2 separate regions of the Gossypium hirsutum genome follow, and region 1 is linked to region 2. The links are chromatin contacts, called in public Hi-C maps. All regions are on one chromosome and are shown on one strand. The core of a region is the stretch at or near the end of the contact, and the rest is flanking DNA. Distances in the headings are between cores, read along the strand shown. Region 1 has its middle 14 kb from the start of LOC107919081. Region 2 holds the start of LOC107918466 (expansin-like A2).

The links. Hi-C and Micro-C count contacts between places; a contact is called where the count stands out from the background.
Region 1: a contact with region 2 is called in a Hi-C map of leaf, with 2.5 times the contacts expected there. The contact joins the enhancer-like site here to the promoter of LOC107918466 in region 2. A contact is called at or near these places in 2 of 34 Hi-C or Micro-C datasets (both in leaf).

The regions. Positions count from the first base shown.
Region 1 is chrA01:108,484,924-108,490,103 of Gossypium_hirsutum_v2.1, reverse strand. No RefSeq gene overlaps it. Among protein-coding and RNA genes, the nearest start is that of LOC107919081, 14 kb to the left of the region's middle. Within about 2 kb of position 2,848, at least 3 of the 9 cell types and tissues checked have an H3K27ac peak or open chromatin away from gene starts, as enhancers often do. A contact at or near this core is called in leaf, where this site is marked.
Region 2 is chrA01:108,306,153-108,311,188 of Gossypium_hirsutum_v2.1, reverse strand. LOC107918466 (expansin-like A2) reads right to left here and starts at 2,053. Exons shown (of 5, transcript XM_016848038.2): 1 at 1,864-2,053; 2 at 1,657-1,766; 3 at 1,401-1,579; 4 at 1,053-1,185; 5 at 570-958. The coding sequence starts at 2,029. The coding sequence ends at 713.

The sequences.
Region 1 (5,180 bases), core at 1,599-4,098, 180 kb before region 2:
ATATGAGTTCAATCTAAACTTTCTCAATTTGCATAAGGTCAGATTTGCTTGTTGCAAGGGACAGCAATGAAGCTTCAGCATTTTCCATTTCATTGATATATTGTTCTCATTCACTATTGACTATTTTTGTGTGAAAAAGCTTTGAGATTAATGACCAGAGGGTCGTATGTGATTCTTTCTGGACCTCAAAAGTAAAGGATAACAAGGATTGTAGCACGCTAAGAGTGACTGCCTGTACCTCCCTTAAGACGTTAACCGTGGCACATGTTGTTGAAAGTTGGCTTGCAATGCCGCAACATTAAGCCTTTTATTTGTAGCAACATGAAGTTTTTTTTTTAATTTTGTTTTATAACTTAGTTAGTTGTGTATGTAACAACTTAACTAAGTTTATTTTGATTGCATTTTTGTTTCGCTAAGGTTCATCAGCTACTTAGCTAATTTAGTAGCTTCTTAGGTTATTATTAAGCTTATTTTACAACTTGGATACTAGCACAAGTTATGTTTTGTTTTCTTCCAATGTAATGAAGCTATTTATGGACATTTTATTGCTACTAATTAAAGTAATGAGAGTTGTTAATTTTTCCTCTCAACAGATTTGTTTAGCTTCTGTTTTTCATCTTTCAAACACAATTTTATTGTTTTTGATCTTTGGATGTTGATTTACTCAACAAATGGTATGTAGAGCCTGTCATCTTTTAGGGAATTTTGTTGTGTGTTATTTATTTGTGTGTTCCATGCTTGAAAGAAAAGAAACAGAAGCTATTTTGTTGGTATTTTGGTACTGCAAAAGAATGAGTTTCTCACCACCACCACCACCACTTATTTTTGTTGGTGAAAACTACAATATTTAGGCTGTGAAAATGAAAACATAACTGCAGGCTCATGATCTGTGGAGTGTTGTTCAAACTGAAATAGAGCCACCACATTTGAGAGCTAATCCTACCATAGCTCAAATTAGGTAGCACAATGAGGATTGTGCCAAAAATTATAATGCTATGTCATGCCTTCAAAATGGAGTTTGAGATGTAATTTTCACAAGGATAATGGCTTGTGACTCTCCAAAATAGGCCTGAATAGACTTATGGAAGAGTTTCAAGGGTCAGATAAAACCAGGCAGCAACAATTGATCAACTTGAGAAGGGACTTCGAAAATCTAAAGATAAAGGAGTCTGAATCCATTAAGCAGTATTATGATAAAATTATGGCTACAGTTAACAATATTAAGCTTCTTGGGGATGATTTCAGTGACAAAAGAATAGTTGAAAAGGTCATTACAACCCTTCCAGAGAAGTATGAGTCAAACATTTCATCCTTGGAGGACTCTAGAGACCTGTCAACTATATCATTGACAGAGCTGATAAATGCTCTTTATGCACAAGAGCAAAGAAGGGAAAACAGGATGGAGGAGCATTCTGAATAAGCCTTCCAGGCTAGAAGCAAAGAAGTACCAAGCTCAAACTCAAGCTACAAAGGTAAGAAGCCTTGGTCTAAAAAGAAAGAAAAGGCACAGAAGAATGCTGCCAAGAGGAAGTTTCCACCATGCACTCAATGCAAAAAGTCCACTTATTTAGAAAAGTACAACTGGTATAGGCCTGACATTCAATGTAGAAGTTGCAAGCAACTTGGTCATATGGAAAAAATCTGTAAAAATAAAGCAAAAACACAATCACATCAGTAGAATCAAGCTCAAGCTATTGAGGATGTTCAAGCTCAGGAGGAGCATGTTTTTACTGCTTCTTGTTTTGCAAGTTCGAGTAAGGTCAGAAAGAATTGGTTGATTGACAATGGCTACACTCATCACATGGCATCAAATGAAGGCATGTTTAAGGAACTAGATACCAGCATTATGTCCAAGGTCAGAATTGGAAATTTTGAATTCATTAAGGCCAAAGGCAAAGGCAAAGCTATGATCTGCACTTAATCAGGTAACAAAAAAATTTCAGAAGTCCTTTTTGTACCTGATATTGATTAGAATTTTCTTAGTGTTGGTTAATTGTTAGAGAAGGGTTACTCCCTCATCTTTCAAGATAAAACTTGTGTGATTAAATATCTTTTTGGTCAAGAGCTAGTGACAGTAGCTATGCATGACATATCCTTCACTTTAGATGTGAATCAGTTAAAAGTAAAGGCTTACATAATGCGTCATTGAGAGCACCAAAAATATCATATCCCTATAAAATAATGAAAAGAATAGTACAAGGGAAGTAGGGTCAAATCCTCAGGGACTGGATTTTCACAAATTCTTATCCCTCAAGATCCCATATAGAGTCGTGGCCAAGAAAAATGGCATACCTAGAAAAAAATAAAAAAATAGAATTAAAAGTTTGGATGAATTGATATTGCGTAAATTGAAATTGAAATTAAAATTGTAAAAATAAACAGAGTTCAGAAAAGAGAGTCTTTGATAAAGAGATTCTAGCCTCTGGTTATCTCAATCCTCATTGGGTTCTGTAACACCCCAATTTTGGGCCTAGAAGTATTGGGCCTTAAGTCTGGGTTCGGGTAGAAGACACCCGAATAATTTGGATATTATTATTATTATAATTATTATTATTTCGTATGTTTAGTTTAGTAATTAAATAAATTACGAAGGGTTTATGGTGTGGGAAAAAGTTCGGGGCTCGGCTTATAGCTTTAGCAAAATTCTTAAATTTTGCCTCTTAAGGGAATCTGAGCAGTAGGCCTTATTAACAAATTGGACTGAGTTTTAGCACAAACAAGCACCTGGTCCAGTGGCTAAGCACGCTAGGAGGACATGGGAGGTGCCTGGGTTTAAGGCACGGTGCGCGCAAAATGGTTGTTTTTTTTAATATTCAGGTTGCGGTCAGAATAGGCATTAAGAGGAGTTGCGAGCGTAATCCAGCACAAGGAGCGCAGTGGCAGTAGCGTGCTGGGCAAGCGGAGAGGGCGCAGGTTCGAGTCCTTGCGTGGGCAAATTCTGTTTTATTTTTAAAGTGGGCCAGAATTGAAGCAGGTAAGGCTTATAAATTACTTGTGAGGGGATTATGTCATGAAAGGAGCTTCGGTCCAGTGGCAAGTAGCGTATGTGTGGTTAGCAGGTCGCAGGTTCGAGATGTATAGCAGGCGAAATTTCCTTTTTATTTTGCAAGTAACTGAGGCTTCAGCAGGAATAGAGTAAGATTAATTGTGACCCTATATTAATAAAGAAAGAAGCGTGGTGTAATGGTCAGTGGCACGGGCTACGCACAAGGGCGGACGGAGGTCTGGGGTTCGAGCCTCACCTCCCTTACGGAAGGCTTGGGTTTTTGCTGCACTCATGGGGAAGAAGTTGGGGTCTAATCAGGACTCTGGGCAGCATGCTGAAGCGGTGCAAGGATGTGGATAAGGATGCTGCCAGATCGATTAGGAGTTTGAATGAAATTCAAACATTGAGTTGGCCAAGAATCAAGGAGCAATTCATGGAATTGGAATTTAGGAAGAATTTTTATGCCGTAATACACTCATTCGGCCATAGAAAATAAGTGTCGTTTATTTCTGGCCTTTATGATTCATTTTTCTTGTTAGGGTTAGTTGGGGTATTTTAAATTGGCCAATCTTGCTTCCTTTTCAATTGGTTCTTCTTTTGTTTTATTTCAAATTTATATTTTTTGCTCATTTTCTTTTCTTTCATTCTCTTCCTCTCTTAGTTATTCAAGCCGAGTCCATTAACCCATTCCTCTCCTTTCTTTTATCATTATCTTCCCATCTTCTTTGCTTCACCAATCATAAGGAAAAACCTCTTCCATTCAATCACCTTAGCCGATCACTCACAAAAGCCAAAACTGCAACTTTTGTTTTCCCCCTTGTACCGATCTCTTTTACTTTTATCCCCCAACTATGTTAGCCTTGTCTACATCTGCTTCCTCTCATCATCGAGTTTCCATTTTTCTTCCTTCCTTGTTTGTTGAAAAGCCGAGGTCACCATTCTTTAAGAGGTGGAAAGCTGAACACCTTTAGATCTCTTGGACTCATCCTTTGCTCGTGTTAGGGGTAGGAAAGTATTGGAAACGTTCTTCATCGAATAGATCTCGTGGTAAGTATTCGCAACCTCTTTCCATTCGTATCTTGTGGTTCTGGAAAAAAAGCCGAGTAATCCCTAATCGTTTAGGGAGGCTACCGTTTTGGACTAAAGGGTTTATTGGGTTTATTTATCGTTCTATTATGATAAGGTGGAACAAAGGCTGTCGATCAAGGGGCAGTGGAAAGCGAGGACATCGAAACGATTGGATCCAGACTTAGTCATTATTTGCGACAAAGGTAAGCAATCTAAGGCCATTAAGGGTGTTGGCCAAATATGGTAAGGAGGCTAGTATGTAGTTTGTTTTTTATATGTAGACTGACATTTTAGTAACTCGGTTGTAGGCAACTCGTGTGTGGATCTCGCCAATGTATCGTTACAGATTAGGTGTGTAAACGACACCCACTAGGAGACTAGATCGATAAAAGCCGAAAAGCCGAAAAGCCAGTATTTCGAGAACCTGCGAGTGTGCAAGCGCTCATGGGATTGTTTGTATTGATAATTTTGGTAACTTCAACGGTAAGATTGCAAAGTGCACAATTTCGTGAACCTCGGTGAATTTGGGCTTCGATGGGCCGAAATTGGGTAATAGGCAACGGGCCCATTTCGGTAAAAATGTTCAGTAAGTATTCTGGAGACACGTTAATAACTGTAATGAGCATGAAACCCTAAAAAGACTGATAAAATTACTGAAATACCTCTGTAAAGTAGAATTACCGTAATACCCTTAAAGGGGTAAGTTTACGATTATGCCCCTCGATGATAAATAACTGTTCTTACGCTATAATCTGACTGTCTTCTTGAAGCATGCCTTGTTAATTATTTATATATTCTGCATACATGTCATACTGCATGGGGTTGGGTTTTGTTATGGAGGAAGAACTCGTTCTGATGGTTGTGCCACATATTCTGATATAAGCAGCTTTGCTGCGGATTATAGTTAGTGTCACAACCGGTGCTAACACTGTAAGTGTAGGGATGACGTGGGTGATTTATTCCCCACAGGAAGTGTCGGGATGGTCGGAGGCAAGTGCAGGGTTGGATGGGGTTATCTTGTATTAATCATATGAGACTGTTTTGTTATGGGCCAACTGTGTTGATATGGGCAAGATATCTCGACTTGTTATAGGGCTACGGCCCAAATTGATACTGATATGGGCTA
Region 2 (5,036 bases), core at 804-3,303:
CATTAATCCAACTACCCAACATCCTCAAAAGTCAATTCAAAAAGATATTTATTAAATTATTCATTTAACTCATCATGTCAAGATAATATTTATTTTTAGTGTTAGAAATGTGCTTTTAAGAAAAAAAAAGTATATTAACATTTTCATTTTAACCAAAATAATTGAGGATAATAAAAACTATTTGAAGATTAAATTTAGTCAAATATCAAATCCGACAAGAACTGAAAATTAACCACTTACCTTATAAGGTAAAAAAATGGTGAACAAGGGGCTTCCTTCTATGTATTGGTATTTATTTTGGTTTGGGATCCCATTTGAGCTTTTCCCGTAGAATTAGAATGAGCCTAGTTTCCAAATTGTGGCCCAATAGAAGATTTAGCAAATTCTCATGCTACTGCCTGAACAACTACTTTTAGGCCCATATATGTGGCTTCTTCTTTTCTTTTGATAAAAATTTATATTTTTTTTGCTATAATAATAAATGTAATTGAAGTGGAACAAAAAAAAAGTGCAAATAAGTTACAATAACAGGTTTTAAAAGAAAATAAGTAGAATATGAACACCATTGATTGTGTAGCAGAATTTTATTATGATGGAAAAAATATTAGACTTGTTGAATTACAGAGAAAAGGAAAATCTATCTATATATCCATTTTCTTTAATCTTCTAAAACATTCAAATTCACTATATGTGTAATTGGCAAACTAAGATCTCATCTCCAGTGGCTGTCATCACAAGGAGAGCAACCTTCTTTTGCAATGTCAGTGATTTGAACTCCAGAATCATAAATAACTCCTGTTTTCCACTCAGCTGGAAGCACACTTTTTGCCCAAATCCACTTCCCATCAAACCCAGATGTCACCACAAATCTGAATTGCAGGGCTCCATTTGGGACTCTGCTTGTGTCCCATACTGCCCCATGGTTCCTGCTCATGAAGTTCCAGTTTGCAGACCCAACCTGGAATGATATAAAGCTAATAGTTTTAGCCCACTTTTCTTTTTTTTATTCTTTTTTTTTTAAGTTTAAACACTCTTGAACTAAATAAACTTACCTGAGCTACATCCATGGCTACTACTTCAGTCTGACCACCCTGGTACATCAATTTAATTGCCAAGTAATTTGGTTTTTGGCTTGATTCTTCAACTCTAACAGCTAAGTTCTGGTTTTTGTATTCACAAGGTATCCTGTTTCACATAAACAATGTTTCAGTAGTTATAATATTGATGTCAATCAAAGTTAATAATTTACATAGGAAAAAGGGATGTAATAAAAAAACATATTAGAACGTTATAGGCATTAATGTGCCTGCTGGGCTGCTGCCCCATAGGTGACTCGAGTTTTCTGTGTGGTGGTTGTAACAAAACCATTAGATGAAGAAATGTTTTTAATTCATGTTTACCTTTTATATTCCACGTCGACAATCCCAAGTTTCAAAATGTCTCGGCCGATGCCTTTGTTAGCCATCGCCATGAATGCTCTGCTGCTAAGAACAAATTCCGTTTCATTATTATGATTGAGATCAGTTAGTGTGATCCTAGTCCCTTCACTGCTGCACAGAGTTGAATTCTTGCACCTTATCTACCAAAATATGAAGAAAAATCAAAACTCAAACTTCCATCATAAGAAAAAAAGAATAAAAACTGAATTATACAAACCTGGAAGCAGGCACCGCAACCGGCTCCATCTTTGTAAAGAGAAGAAACACCAGCAGCAAGGTGTCCACCACTTAAACCTAAAGCCAAGGAACCGTATCCACAAGCTCCCGCTGCAATATCAAACCCACAAAACAAAGGTCACCCACTAAAACAACTCTGGGTATTAATGAAATTGATAGAAAAAAAGGAAACAAATTGCGGCTAAACCTGAAAGAGCAGAGGCTTTGGAGAAATAAGCAGCCTTGGACTGGTGCAGGCAGCGATCACAAGCAGAAGCAGAGGAAAGGAGAAGGAATAAGACGCAAAGAAAGAGGGCCATTTGCGTGGAGTTGAGTAGAGAGAAATGGAAGTGAGAAGCAAAGTGATGGGTCATCAGTTTATTTATAGCAAGTGTTTTGTGTGTGGAGTGGAGTACAGGTCAGCATTAACATAAATGTTTGGATCGAGTTTTATGCTTTTTAGAGCAACCCTATTCTCATTAGAATACTGTTTGCTATGTCTCTACAAGGCTTACACTGTAAGGAAAGCGACAGGCATTTGTCTAAAACGCGGAGAGACAAAACAAAAGGGGATAATGGACTTTGTCACCGACCCTTTTGCCTATGCTCTCACAGCTGTGCCCGAAAGAAATGAGGACATTAAAACAGAAGAGCTTTTCTTTTGACAGTGGGATTGATAGATTTGCTAGTGAAAGTTGGGTTAGGGGTGCAAAGTTTTGGCACTTTTAGGGGAACCTTCAACTCACTTTCCGTTCCCCATGTTTTTGCATTTTCAGATTTTGTCTTGATTAGTCTATTAAAACAAAATAAATAATAAGTCAACTTCAATATAAATAATTTCATGTTTATTTTAATAGGTTGCCACGTGTGCAAGTGAAAAATAAAAATCTAATAAAAGATGGGAAGGTTATAGATAGTTTAGTCTTTTGTAAAAAATAGTAAGTACGTACTACTAATTAGAAAGGAGAATTCTGGGATGGCAGTTGATCCACCCTTGAAATTTGGTGAGATTTGTCTCAATTATGGACCCAAAGAAACTATTAAGTGAAAAGGGAAAATGGATGAAGGTGATCAAGATTGCTTGTTAATTAGTGGAAACATATAGAACAAATTCTAAGCAAAGCATATTGCCAAAACTTGAACAGCTATGGTGTGGGCTACAACCAAAAGAGAGCTTCTTTAGCTGTACAAATGACTATATGCAATTATATTTCTATTTATCTTTTTCAGAATCAACCTTAATTTTTTTTACACATTGTAGTAATGTTATTTTTCCAATATAATTACAAGATCCTAAGTCATGTTTTTGAGTGTCATTTTTTTTTCTAAAAAGAATGAAATCAAAAACAACTTTGGGTAAATTCAATGTCCCAAAATTCCCCCTGCGAGGATCATTGCTCACACTAGAAATTATGAGTTGGATCCACTGAGTACCTTTAACCGTCCATTAATCTCAAATTAAACGTAAAACTTTGGCATCATAAGTTGGGTTAATGGATTCCTAGGTGGACACCACTTGTAGAGAAGACAACAATATATGAATGCAAAGCTATCGGATCCAGCTGCCTGGAACTTGATGCTTCATCTTTGTACCTTTTGGGTCAAAGTCAATCCAAAACTGTTCCTGCTTGCTCACACTTTCAATACTCCTCTTAAATGTTTTGGCAATAGAAGCTGCGTTTAGCCGAAAGTTGTGCCTTTGGGTTCTGACACAAACTTAAAAGCTCCTGAATTTGAATCTATGAAGGTGTACCTACATGTAAACAATTTCACGATATGACTCATATTCTATAAGCTAGATCGGGTCATGAAAGGTAACACAACTTAAAAAAATAAAAAATCCTATAAATACTAAGAAAAAACAATTTCGGTTTATGTTCTTACCACATCATCCTTGTATAGCACTGTAAACTTATTTGACTAATTAGGGCGGCGTTATGCGGTTCACTTCTACTGAAAGGAAAACAAGGAAAGTCATGGAACAGTCAAGAGCCAGTTCATGGCAAGATGCCTCATAAAATAGAAAATGAAGCGTAGAAGGTGGCATTTTTTGGTCCCATGTGGAGGAAATCGCTGACCAAACGATATCATATCAGCTGCCTAATTGCGTTATTATTGAAAATAATTTCTGGCTATATAATCTTCTCCTTTTCTTTTGTTGGCGATGACAAGATTTTTTATTTTTTGTACTTAATCAATAAATAAGCATAAAAAATATGAAATGTCGACACCAAATCAAGTCTTCTACGATACTAAAACACATACTGCAAGAGATAACATAATGATTATTGATGGTGCAATGACAAGTCAAAACACCTGTAAATATTTGTGTCCTTAACAGATTCATGTTTAAAGACTATAACATGTTTTATTCAATTCATCTCATCATTCAATTATATATTACTTTAATTAAAAATATTTATTATTTAAAAATAATAAATATTATTATGAAAATGTTTTTATATATATAATTTATAAAAAATTTAAATAAAAAAATCACAAATAATAGAAATTATTTTATACAATATTTAAAAATGAGAGATAGGAGTAGCACGGTTCGTACACGTGTCAAACAAATATCTAACAACAATTTTAATCACCGTTTCATTCTAGTTAAGACTACAAATAATAGAATTAGATCAAGTTTGTTATAGACTCAATTTTACTATTTCAACTAAAGCATTATATAAATATCATATAAAATTTTAAATATATTTTTACCTTCATTTTTTTCATCTGCATAATAATTGTGCCATATATATCACTTTAAATATTTAAAACTAACAAAATTAATTAAAAATAAATTTAATTAAATTATTTAAATATATATTTTTATTAAATTATTTAAATTTAAATTTAATTAAACTTGCTAGTTCTATTGATTTATTTAAATTTAAATGATTTAAATATATAAAAATAATAATTATTTTAGTTAAAATACAATACGCGAGTTTATAATTGATGAATGAAAATTCATAATGCAAGTGCACGTATCGATCAAGTGATAAAGTGATGAGAATTTATCGTTCTCACAAAAACTAAATTTTAAGACGTTAAGTACCACCTATTTAAATTTATCTAATCCAACTCAAGAAAAAAATTATAATTATTAATAAAATTAAACTAAATAAATTACAAAGATTTTATTAAACTAAAAGAATGAAAAATTCAAGTTTCCCAATTAATTTTAAAGAATTAGAACTCTAACTTCACCTAATTCAATTAATAAATTATCTCTCATTCAATTGTTCAATTTATATAATTTCTAGGCTTAAAGGTGTAAAAAGCCCTCAATTTTTTTTCAAACAAAGTAATTAAGCCCTTGTTATTTCTTTTTTGCACTCAGTTAGTGTAATGACCCAAAATTCACGGGCATCGAAA